3 separate regions of the Sus scrofa genome follow, and all the other regions are linked to region 3. A link is a contact called in public HiChIP or PLAC-seq data. All regions are on one chromosome and are shown on one strand. Each heading gives the region's core, a stretch centred on a gene start, on an enhancer-like site or on the middle of the called end of the contact. The rest is flanking DNA. Distances are from core to core; before and after follow the strand shown. Region 1 holds the start of DTD1 (D-tyrosyl-tRNA(Tyr) deacylase 1). Region 2 holds the start of SNX5 (sorting nexin-5). Region 3 holds the start of ZNF133 (zinc finger protein 133).

Region 1 (4,050 bases), core at 843-3,342, 220 kb before region 3:
GCACCATAACATGTGATTTGTAATAGTCTAATCTGTCCCATCCATAAAGTCGGAAGTGACATTTTAGAACTGTTGAAATAAAATGCCATTTGCAAAAGGCCACACTCGGCGAAGCCAGTCCCATTCTAAAGGAATCAGAAAAATCTCTCTCCATTACAATTCAAATATGAGGCCTGGCTAACCAGAAGGTTCCTCCAGCACCTTGAGAGAATTCCGTTCTGCTAACACCTTCCCACAATTAACACCCTTATCTTTTTTAATATGCAGGATGGTTTAGTTGTTGTTTATAACGAAAATCATACAATTTAACTAGTAAACTGAAATCATTCAATCTATTCTGCTAATCTCACTGAACCATGTTTTCAATATTTCAGATCAGCAGAACGGAACGTTCTCCATTCAGATCAAAATTTAATACTCCAAAGTTTGCTCACTGTTCATGATGAACACACAGAGCAAACTGCAAGATACTTCTCAGAAGCCAAAAAAAAGACATTTTCCTCCATGAATTTTCCCAGTTTTAGTGAAGTTACATATATTAACTAAAATGCTAAAAAAAAAAACCCAGTTCTCAAATTCCATAAAGCCCAGAGCTATCCTATTCCCTATTACTCCAGGACCATAACCAAAACCAGCTACCACAACAGCTTAGAAATCATTACGCAGGATTGGAAAGTAGAATCTCAAATCTAAATATATGGTTTTACTGAGCTTGGTTGTTTCTTCGGGATTTTGCTGTTTTGGTTTTAGATTTATACTTTCCTGGACACAAAAACACATACTTGGTATGGACTGGCTTGAAGGAAAGGCTATCTAGGATTACCTGAATGAAACAGTATTAGAATTCTGCCAAAAACAAAAAAAACAAAAAACAAAAAACTGGAAGATAATCTAAAATTAGTCATTTAAAATTTCCTGATATCTTTACTATCTTGGCTTGAGTTTTTTAAAACGACTCCCTTCTAGGAAATGTGTGGTGACTGTGAGTTAAAGATCCAGCATTGTCACTGCTGTGCTTACAGCAGTGGCCGCGGGTTCCATCCCTGGCCCAGGAACTTCCTCAAGCTGCGGATGCCACCAAAAAGTAAAAAAAAAAAAACAAACAAACAAAAATATAAACGACTCCGTTCTATCCATTAATCATCTGGACCCCTGATGCTCAAACCAGACTACAGTGATCAACTGATGACTAATGGTTGGGTGGCTTGGTCAACAAGAAACTGGTGGAAAAGAGAAACATCTCATCCTGAATCCTTTAGATTCTGACTGTCCCTTCAGGGCTCGGTGAGGAAGGGGAGTCCTGGGCAGGAACGCGCTGCACCGGGGCTGGGCGCTGGGCACGTGGGCGGACACACGGTCAGAACTCACCCCTACCGACAACTCTTCACAGCTGTGCATCTCACTGGGCGTCAAGCTCCATCAAAACTGGGATATGGAGAAAATGGGCAACAAAAGGAAAATGTCGAGCAGAAGGTTGCAAAATGGGTAGTTCTTGCTCCGGAAATGCTCCCTACATGTTGTTTGTGCAACATTCCACGAAGAACGGGCCACAGAGGTGCTCAGAGGATGCTAGGAGGTTCGGCCACCTGGCACTCAGGACTGAAAGAAACGCTGGTGAAAATAATGAGGCGCGTTCATCGTGAACCCTAAGCGGAAACCCTGCAGCTCGGGCCGCGCCGGGACCCCCCGGGCACGTGGACGGCACCGCAAGCCGGCCGGGGCTGCGCGCCGCCGGGGACCGAGCTCGCGCAGGGCTGCAGCTGCCCCGGGGCGGCGCGGGGGAACCCTCGCGGGGGTGGCCGTGTCGGCCGGGCGCGGGGTCAGGGGCGGCTCCTCCCGGCCCGGCCCCGCCCGACTGACCTGTGACGCTGGCCCGGGTGACGCGCTGCACCACGGCCTTCATGGCGGCGGCTGGGGCGAGCGGGGCGGCGCCGGACGGCTTCCGGCCTCGAGACTCTCCAGGCGGCGCGGCGACAGACGCCCTCTGCGGGTGACACCAGGAAGTGCGCGGGCGGCCCTGCAGGACCCGCTAGTCGGCAGCTCGCCCACGTCGGCCACGCCCACCCACAGGTTGTTCCCGCCGGCGTCGGTCACGCCCACCTGAGCCCTAAGTATAGCCCCGCCCCCGTCATAGGCCCCACCCATTCTCGATCCTGCCCCACCCACAGCTGAGCCACGCCCCAACGCTGGGATCCAGCAACCCCCTTCCCAGTCCCCACCCCCAGCCACACTCACAGGTGCCCTGACAGCAGTTTCTGCACCTGTTTCTTCTCACATCTCGGGCCTAAGAACCAGTCGTAACTAAATCCCAGCTTTGTTGTCCAGACTCCTAATCCTAATTGTGTTTCTCTTTTCATTTTCCACCCCTCAGGCCCCAGACCCTCCCAAATTCTTTTTCCCTTGTCTTCCTGTCTCAGTGGTTCCTCAGAAGCCAGATAGAAGAGGATCTACTGCCTAAAGCAGCCATTTAAGTGTTTCCGTATTCACTTGACTTAGCCATGTCAGGACACTGCAGATACATGACTATGTTACTCTAATCCCTTCTCTAATACTGATGCTTAGTCTCTCTCACAGGATCGTTAAAAGATTTGAATAAAATATACAAGTGCTTAGAAGCTGAAAGGACTGTACAAGTATTACCCTGACAAATTAGTATCACTGATAAAAACAAGCCCCTCTCATGTGTCCCCTTACAGTGTAACAGTACTTGTGGGTGTAGAGTGATGGGGTTTGGAAACAAAATTGGGTCTGCTTGCCCATGTGTAGTAAAGCCGATCTACTGATACCAGGTTGTGGTGAGGGAACGTGCAGTGTTGACTGTAATGGCGCCCTACTAGGAGAACAGGTGTCTCATGCTCAATAACTCCAAACTCCCAGAAAGGTTTCAACCAGGTGGTGGGGAGGGGGGTCACAGGGCATGTGATCAGCTCATGCACAGTTCTCTAGCTGATGGTGAGGAAACAGGGCACCATCACAGGTAACATTATCAATCCTTGGAGTTCCCATCATGGCTCAGCGGTTAACGAACCCGACTAGCATCCATGAGGACTTGGTTTTGATCCCAGGGCCCGATCAGTGGGTTAAGGATCTGGCATTGCCATGAGCTGTGCTGTAGGCTGGCAGCTACAGCTCCAAATGGACCCCTAGCCTGGGAACCTCCATGTGCCTCGGTGTGGCCCTAAAAGACAGACACACAGACAGACACAAACACACACACAATTATCAATCCTTAGGTGCTAGTATGTCTGGAGGCTACTTGCTCAGGATGATCAAGTATTTAATTTCTTCCATTTGGTGGGGGTTTTAGCATCTGTAAAACAACTCAGAAATGTTTATCAGATACTATTATCTGGGTACTATGGGATGAGGGGAGGGCTGTCACAGGAAGGCCCCACAGGGCCCCCCCAGGTTATAAGGACTCTCTACCCCATATATGGCAACTCAGCATATTGAATATGTTTGAGTTTAAGGACTTTGAGAAAACAGCAGAAGCAGGAAAGTCACTCTGATGTCCCCTTACCCACTTGGGTCCTTGGACTGTTGAATCGGTAGGCATTGAAGCCAGGCATTCCCTTTGTGGCTCAGCAGAAACGAATGACTAGCATCCATGAGGACACAGGTTCAATCCCTTGCCTCACTCAGTAGGTTAAGGATCCGGCGTTGCTGTGGCTGTGGTGTATGCCAGCAGTTGCAGCTCCGATTTGACCCCTAGCCTGGGAATCTCCATATCCTGCAGGTGCGGCCCTGAAAAAAAAAAAAAAAAAATTGAGACCAGATGAGAATCCCAGGAATGGCTTCAAGGGGAATCCATGCAGCAGGAGAGGAAAGACAAAAATAGGTACTCTTGCTTGCTTTCCCAGGAGCTCAGGCTGATTCCTTAAGTGGGCTGAGGGTGGGAACAGATTAGTTCTTTGGGACAGAGGGGTGACTTAGGTGATCTGCCAGCCCCCTTGGTGGTGCTGTGTGCAGGGCTCATGCCCAGTATCCTGCTTTGCTCCTGGCAGCTCAGAAGCGGCAGTTGGGTTTTGGCCTTTTTATATCTTACTGTTC
Region 2 (3,582 bases), core at 595-3,094, 210 kb after region 3:
TTAGCTCAACTTTGAGCTCTATTGCCTGTGCTTAGTCATGTGGGCTCTGCACATATGTAAAAGAATGTTGCCTATAGCCTGAAAAATATAGGATAACCCATTCCCAAGGTTCTGACCTTTAAAGGTATAACACTTTTCCCTCATATAGACAAAAAATTGTAGAACAGAAAATAAAAATTATCTTATTGAGGAACCTGACTGGTATCCGTGAGGACACAGTTTCAATCCCTGGCCTCAATCAGTGGGTTAAGGATCTTGTGTTGCAGGTCGCAGACAAAGCTCAGATCTGGCTGGCACTGCTGTGGCTGTGGAGTAGGCCCGCAGCTGCAGCTCTGATTTGACCCCTAGCCTGGAAACCTCCATATGCTGCAGATGCGGCCTCAAAGAGACAAAAATAAAACAAAAGCCCCACAATTATCTTACTGAGGTTTACAGGAACATTTTGACTGGGTCTACAAGGACAGTAGCAAGAGCAAAGGATTCCTGCACCAAGAAGTTGGCAACAACCAGCCACATTCCCCTCCTTTTATTTATTTATTTATTTTGGTCTTTTTGCCATTTCTTGGGCAGCTCCTGTGGCATATGGAGGTTCCCAGGCTTGGGGTCGAATTGGAGCTGTAGTTGCCAGCCTAGCCAGAGCCATACCAACACACGATCTGAGCTGTGTCTGTGACCTACACCACAGCTCACGCCAACGCCGGAACCTCAACCCACTGAGCAAGGCCAGGGATTGAACCTGCAACCTCATGGTTCCTAGTCGGATTCGTTAACCACTGAGCCATGATGGGAATTCCCCCCTCCTTTTAGTATAAAGGAAGCCTGAATACTAACTGATAAGATGGTTCTTTGGGACACTCCTCCACCATCTTCTCTGAGTGCCTGCTCTCCAATAAAGTCGCTATTCCTTGCCCCAACAACCCTTCTGTCGATTTATAGCCTATGCTGCAGCCAAGGTTGGTAATATTCAGACAAAACTACTTTTAAAGGACCAGCAGTTATTGAGAACTAGAAGACAGTTTGGGGCAAGATGTCTCCAATATTCAATACGGAGAAGTACTACGCCTAGGAAGGGAGGCGTGTGTAAAGAAAAACCAGGACCGGAGTTCCCGTTGTGGCGCGGTGGTTAATGAATCCGACTAGAGAACCATGACGTTGTGGGTTCGATCCCTGGCCTCGCTCAGTGTGTTAAGGATCCGGTGTTGTCGTGAGCTGTGGTCGCAGACACGGCTCGGATCCTGCGTTGCTGTGGCTGCAGCTTAGGCCAGCGGCTACAGCTCTGACTCCTAGCCTGGGAACCTTCATGTGCCGTGGGTGCGGCCCTAGAAAGGACAAAAAAAAAAAAAGAAAAAGAAATACCAGGATCTAGAGGAGGCATGCCAGTCATAGTTAAGTTTACCACTAATTCCCAAATGTTAGATTCTTGGCTAATTAATTCTGTGTGATTTCTCATTCAGCCCCTAACACTCAGTGGGCACTACTGAGATCAGTCTTAAGGAGCTCCTGAGCTGGAGGGCGGCAGTCCCCAGGGCCCACTAACCCATACTCCCCCAAGGAGGCCTCCCGCTCTGATAGCGGCGGAACCATAGTGGGGGAGATGTCGCCTGCGGCCCCTCGAATGGGAGTCAGGATGAGGGAAGAGGCAGCTTAAACAGAAGCCCAGCCCATGGCAGGGGTAGGTACCTCAAGGCCACCACGCTTTGGTAACTCCCAGGGTGTGAACAACCCTCTGGCGCGTACTTTTCATCCGTCCCGCGCCTCCGTCCCCAACTAGGCCCCGCCCCACAAACCGCAGTCCCAGCATGCAGTGCGGAGCTCACGTCCCGCCCCTAGTCCCTCGTTCTTCTCCATTGACAATTAAGGAACCATGGGGAGAACCGCCCCGCTGGCCGAAGCGCGGGCGCCTCCGAATCGCGCCTTTTCTCTCTCACGAGATTTTGCTTACGTCAGAGGTCGTCGCCATCTTGGACTCTGGCTGAGTAATAAATTTCCCCCGCACGAGCGCACGGTCTTTCGCGAGAGGCGCCTCACTTGGCAGGTGTTAAGGGCTCCGCGTTTCCGTCGCGGCCCTACGGTCGGCGGTTTCCGCGTGGCCCGGAGCGAGGGTAGGCCCCGAGTAACTTCTTTGCCCGGCTCCAAGATGGACGGCAGAGGGGACGGGGGAGGCCTCTCAGGGGGAGCACGTGGGGCGCCGCTCGCCTTTCCTGGGGCTGCTGGGATGGTGGCGGAGTCCCGAGGCCTCCCGCCGCCGTCGGGCAGGGAGGCTGGCGGAGGCGGGGCCGCGGCCGCCCCTGAGAGGCTCCCCGGCGGCGGCGGCGGCCCAGCCTCTTCTTTCCTCGCACAGCCAGGCGGCCCCGCTCGAGGCCCGCGTCGCCATGGCCGCGGTTCCCGAGTTGCTGCAGCAGCAGGAGGAGGATCGCAGCAAGGTGAGGCCCTGCCCACCCTCAGGCTCCAGCTTGGGAGGCCCCGGTGATCTCCCGGACCCCACACTCCTTCCCCCGGCCGCGGATTACTCCTTGGGGCCCCAGGGCTGTCCTCCCTCTGGGCTCCCTGGGGCGCTCCTTGGAGACCCGGGAGCGCGTGCTTGACGTGGAAAAGTTCCTGGAACTTCCCTTGGCTCGGTGGAGACCGGCTTGTGAACGTGAAATCCGCTGTTGCGACAAATGACAGCTTGATTTTTTTTGTTGTTGTTGCCTCCGATCCGCGTCCCATTCCCTCGAGAAAACTTTTTGGCTCAGATACTGGGGAAATTTTATCGAGTCAAATATGCAGCGTATTCGTTACAATTAACCGCTAAATGCGTCACTGTGGAGGTTCTGTCATTTTTAGTAGGTGCTCGAATAGTTGAAGACTTATTATGTAAATTACCCCCAGGCTCTTAGATCTTTAGGTCTGAAAGGTAACTGATGCAATAAATTCATGTTACTTTAGCTAGTAAAAGGTTTACGGGCAAGCTTCCGCCTTTATTGGTCCTTTACCCGTTTTGAAATTTATAGAGATTGGTATGAGCAGCAACGTTTTGTGCAAAATCGTCAACAGAAGTTAATCTGACAGAAAATGAAATTTATTCTAAAAATTGGAGGCACTCTCGAATTTAAGAAACCTGGAAGGATCTCTTTAGCAATCTAAGGCACATTTGATCCATAGCTCTTGGAGAAACTTTAGTTTGTGCCAAAGCTCAGATACAGCTGCTGAGTTATTCCAGTAAGGGTGTCATTGCTGTATTAGTTACCGAAATGAAATTGGGATCTTGGGGTATTTTTCTTTTAAAGTTGAAAGAAGTAACCCCCTCCCAAAGCCGGAAGTGGGGACTTGAGAACGATTCTTTTTCTAGAACATTCCAAAGCAGATGGCTGAATAGGAATTTTGGTAGATTGATTTCTCCCCACCTGGCACCTTCTTGATCCAGAATCGAGTTTAGAGGGCTCTTTAAAAGCTAGACCGACCTCATTATTTGTTAGTATAGTAGAACGATGGTTGGTTTTTAATAATTTCCCCACCACAGAATCTCATTCTCTAGCAGAATAGGATTCTGAAGGCCATTTCCTGACTCTTGGTTTTAGAGACTACATGAAAGGATTATGT
Region 3 (3,592 bases), core at 339-2,838:
CCTACCCAACGTGCTGCTGATACCCTGCCAGAGCTGATCCTCTCTCGCCTCTGACCCTAATAAGGACAGTTCCTACTCACTGGGCACCCAGTATATACCAGAGACTGTTCTGGGCACTGTATGAGTTTTAGCTCATTCTAGCCTCACAACCCAGTGAAGTACAATTTATTATCTTCATTTTACAGATGACAGAATTGAGGCACAGTGAGTTCAATCTCTTGCCCAAGGTGACACAGTTATACAGTAACAGAGTCTGGATGAAATCTGACTGTGGAGACCAGGTCTCAAATAGGGCAGTGACAGCGAAGCTCTGTGGGTTGTAAGGATTCTCAGTGTATCATTTTGAGGTGAATCAAGATTGGTCACAAGGTGATAGTTAAACCTGAGTGATGGGTCCATAGAGTTCTACGTATTTGTTTGAAATTTCTCCACAATAAAAACGTTTAAAGGAACTCAAAATCCCAAAGCCCTGCCACACCAGAGATGTGTTAATTCATGATTCCTGTGATCAATGACGGACCCAAGGACCTTTGGAAAACCTGCCCAGGGGGCCCCAGATGACTTCTTCCTCCAAGACTCCAACCCAGGGGCGACCAGCCAAACCGAGACCCTAAGATTGCGCCAAAATGGCCGGCCACCCCACACTCAGCCCAACTCGGGCAGTTTGGCCAAGCCCGGCCGGCCCTCAGCGGGATGCCTCAGCAAAGCCGAGGGGTAGCTGGGCCCAAACAAGTTACCAGCCTCCTCCCACCAAAACTCCAAACACCTGGCTTCAGGTGCGGCCCTCACCGTACCACCTGGGAAATAAAAGGCCCCCAAAAGCCCACTAACTAAACTCCCCCCCAACCTGGGGACTTGTGGCATGAGCGACCCCCTTTCCCAATATCGCTCTTTCGGCTAAAGCCGAACATGTCCACACACAGGAACCCTAGGATGAGGCCGGAGCCCAGCACCCACCAGCCGTGGGCATTACAGCTGAATTTACCCACGTCCCTTGGAGATGCGCGCCCACATCCCAAAATATGACATCCCGGAGAGCTCGGCCTGAGCCACGACAGCGGGTCCCCGCCACTACCTCCTCTCCCAGCCACTCGCACTGTCCCAACCCGAGCCCACAGACCAGACTTACCTTTCCGCGCGGAGAGGGTACGGCTGCGAAGAAGTCTCGTGGGAGCCCCACTCACCAGCGCCACCAAAGAACAAGGGGTCACTCCAGGCACCAGCTGGGGAGCTACTCCAGCAGGACGCCGGGACTACACTGCCCAGAATCTTCGGCCCGGCGCCGGGACCACACCTCCCAGGATGCTCGGCGGCTCCCCAAACGCGCCGCCGGCCAGCGGCTCCCACGGGCCTCTGAGGGAGCTGTTTCTGGGTAACATGCTCCAGCACCGGAGAATGGCCCCTGTGTCACGTGACTCCCCTTCTTTCTTCTTAAAAGCAGTGGATAAAACATGTAGAAGATAGCGGGAACAATTTCCTAGCTGTGCCGCGACCCGCCTTCTCCAGCAACTCCGCGTTAAAGACTACACTCCCCAGCGACCCCCGCAGTGACTTCTGTATCGGTTCCGGCCCGCCCCTCGGCTCCCGGAAATGACGTATAAGGGAGCCTCTGTTTGGCTTCTGGGTGGGCGGAGGTGTAAAGTGTGGTTTCTGGTCCCAAGTGCGAGTCAGAAAGCCCCAGCTGTGGTTCCGTGCTCGCATAACCATTTACCTCACTTAAACCCAAGGGGCGGGGACTGAGACTGGGAGAGTCAAGGCCGTATTCCCGCGGTCTCAGAGCTGGAAGAAGGCAGACCCAGTTCGGAGTCCACGCCCTCAACCGGAACATCCCCATGTGCACCCGAAATTCTTTCCCTCCTTTCCCTCTCTCGAAGTCCACAAGTTTGTGGGTAATCTCTCTTCCATCTCCTAGGAGACAGGGACCTCACTGTTAGACCACGATTTGGGCTGAGTCCCTTGTCTTGGCTTTGTCTACTGGGGAAAAAAAAATACAAAGCACAACCTAAAAGTTGAAAATTATGTTTTATTTGATAGCTTTAACCTGAGGGGCACCCTCTCAGCTCAGAAGAACTGTTCCAAAGAGTTAAGAGAGGAGCCAGGATATACAGGAGGTTTTACTGAAAAAAACCTGTAGCAGAACATCAGACTACTTCAAATCACTCAACTGTGATGATTTTTGTGCCTTTCTATGCATGGGAAAATGGAAGAGTCTGAACTCACTGAACTTACTGCTTTGATATATACCTTAACTATCTTGGGCCAGTATTCTGTTCTCCTCAATTCCACTTGGGTGCACAGTCCAGGGATTGATGGCAGGCAACATTTTTTTCTTCACAATTCCCTGGGTCTTTGTTCAGGGTCCTGGTTGAGAACGGGGTGGCACTGATGCCATCTGGCACACTCCAACTGGGGAGCCAGATAGCACACCCCATTTCACTGTGGAGGGGCTTGTCCACTAGGGCATCCTCTCAATTCTCTTTACTTTCTACAGACGTGCTTTCTAAAAATTCATCCTACTCTAGGAAGATCAAGAAGACATTCACATGGGAGTTCTCATTGTGATGCTGTGGGTTAAGGATCAGCATTGCTGCAGCTGTGGCATTGGTTGCAGCTGCAGCTCGGATTCTGTCCCTGGCCCGGGAACTTCAATATGCTGCAAGTGCACTCAAAAAAGAAAAAGGTGGGGGAGGGGAGAAGAAGGAAGGGAGAGAGGGAAGAAAGAAAATGTTTACATGACTGGGGAAGCCAGGGAGAGACAAGAATTTCCTAAAATTTCTTTTTAGCTCTTGGAGGATGAATCCATTCTATTCTCTCACTCAAAGGCTGCCTTGTTTGTAATGAATTAAGTTCAACCCTTGCCCTGGAGAAAGTATTGTCTAACTTGGAGCCCTCTCTCCCCATTCCTCTCTGCCCCACCCCATGACTCAGTCATTCACCAAGAGATTAGTGTCGACTGAAAAAAAAATGCACAAGTTAAAAATTGAGAATTGTGTTTTATTAGGTGGACTTTCACTGCAGTGGGTGGCTGCAGTGGCTGACAGCTTGATGGCCTCAACAGTCTTTGTTTACTGATATGGCAGGCAACTTTCTTGATCCACACAGCTAATGTGGACTATGAATGCCACTGCAGTCACCCCCAACTGTGCACCCTGAGGGGGCTCAAAATGGAGAAAAAAGGATACTGGCCCTAGAGAGTTAAGGTGCATGTCAAAGGAGTGATTTCAGTGATTTCAATTTCTTCCATCTTCCCATACACAGAAAAGTGCTAAATTCATTAACTTGAGATGTCTAGTTTTTCTTTAGTAATCTTTTGATGTTCCAACTACCTGGGTTTTTCTGTTTTGTTTTTTGTTTGTTTGTTTGTTTGTTTGTTTGTTTTTTAAGAGGCTATCTCCTGAGCTTAAGTCTCAGTATGTCCACTGAATAAAACATAATTCTCAACTTTTATGTTGTGCATTTTTTCCAGCCAACAGTAGTGGTCAGGGATGTGGCTGTGGATTTCATCCAGAAGGTGTGGAGGCTGTGGAGTCTGGCTCAGAAGAACCCAGACAGAGAGGTGGTGCTGGAGAACTCCAGCCACAGTATCACTGGG

Evidence for each region. HiChIP or PLAC-seq counts read pairs in DNA pulled down with a chosen protein or histone mark.
Region 1: a contact with region 3 is called in an H3K27ac HiChIP or PLAC-seq map of alveolar macrophages. The contact joins the promoter of DTD1 here to the promoter of ZNF133 in region 3. A contact is called at or near these places in 1 of 47 Hi-C or Micro-C datasets (liver) and 1 of 2 datasets of contacts at active chromatin or transcription factors (alveolar macrophages).
Region 2: a contact with region 3 is called in an H3K27ac HiChIP or PLAC-seq map of alveolar macrophages. The contact joins the promoter of SNX5 here to the promoter of ZNF133 in region 3. A contact is called at or near these places in 1 of 5 promoter capture datasets (fetal liver), 1 of 47 Hi-C or Micro-C datasets (heart right ventricle) and 1 of 2 datasets of contacts at active chromatin or transcription factors (alveolar macrophages).

The regions. Positions count from the first base shown.
Region 1 is chr17:26,809,181-26,813,230 of Sscrofa11.1, reverse strand. It overlaps DTD1 (D-tyrosyl-tRNA(Tyr) deacylase 1), which reads right to left and starts at 2,092. Exons shown (of 6, transcript XM_003134277.6): 1 at 1,861-2,092. The coding sequence starts at 1,903.
Region 2 is chr17:26,379,939-26,383,520 of Sscrofa11.1, reverse strand. SNX5 (sorting nexin-5) reads left to right here and starts at 1,844. Exons shown (of 14, transcript XM_021078329.1): 1 at 1,844-2,102; 2 at 2,342-2,423. The coding sequence starts at 2,373. MGME1 (mitochondrial genome maintenance exonuclease 1) reads right to left here and starts at 1,960. Exons shown (of 5, transcript XM_021078251.1): 1 at 1,943-1,960. The coding sequence starts at 1,960.
Region 3 is chr17:26,593,573-26,597,164 of Sscrofa11.1, reverse strand. ZNF133 (zinc finger protein 133) reads right to left here and starts at 1,588. Exons shown (of 5, transcript XM_021077593.1): 1 at 1,130-1,588.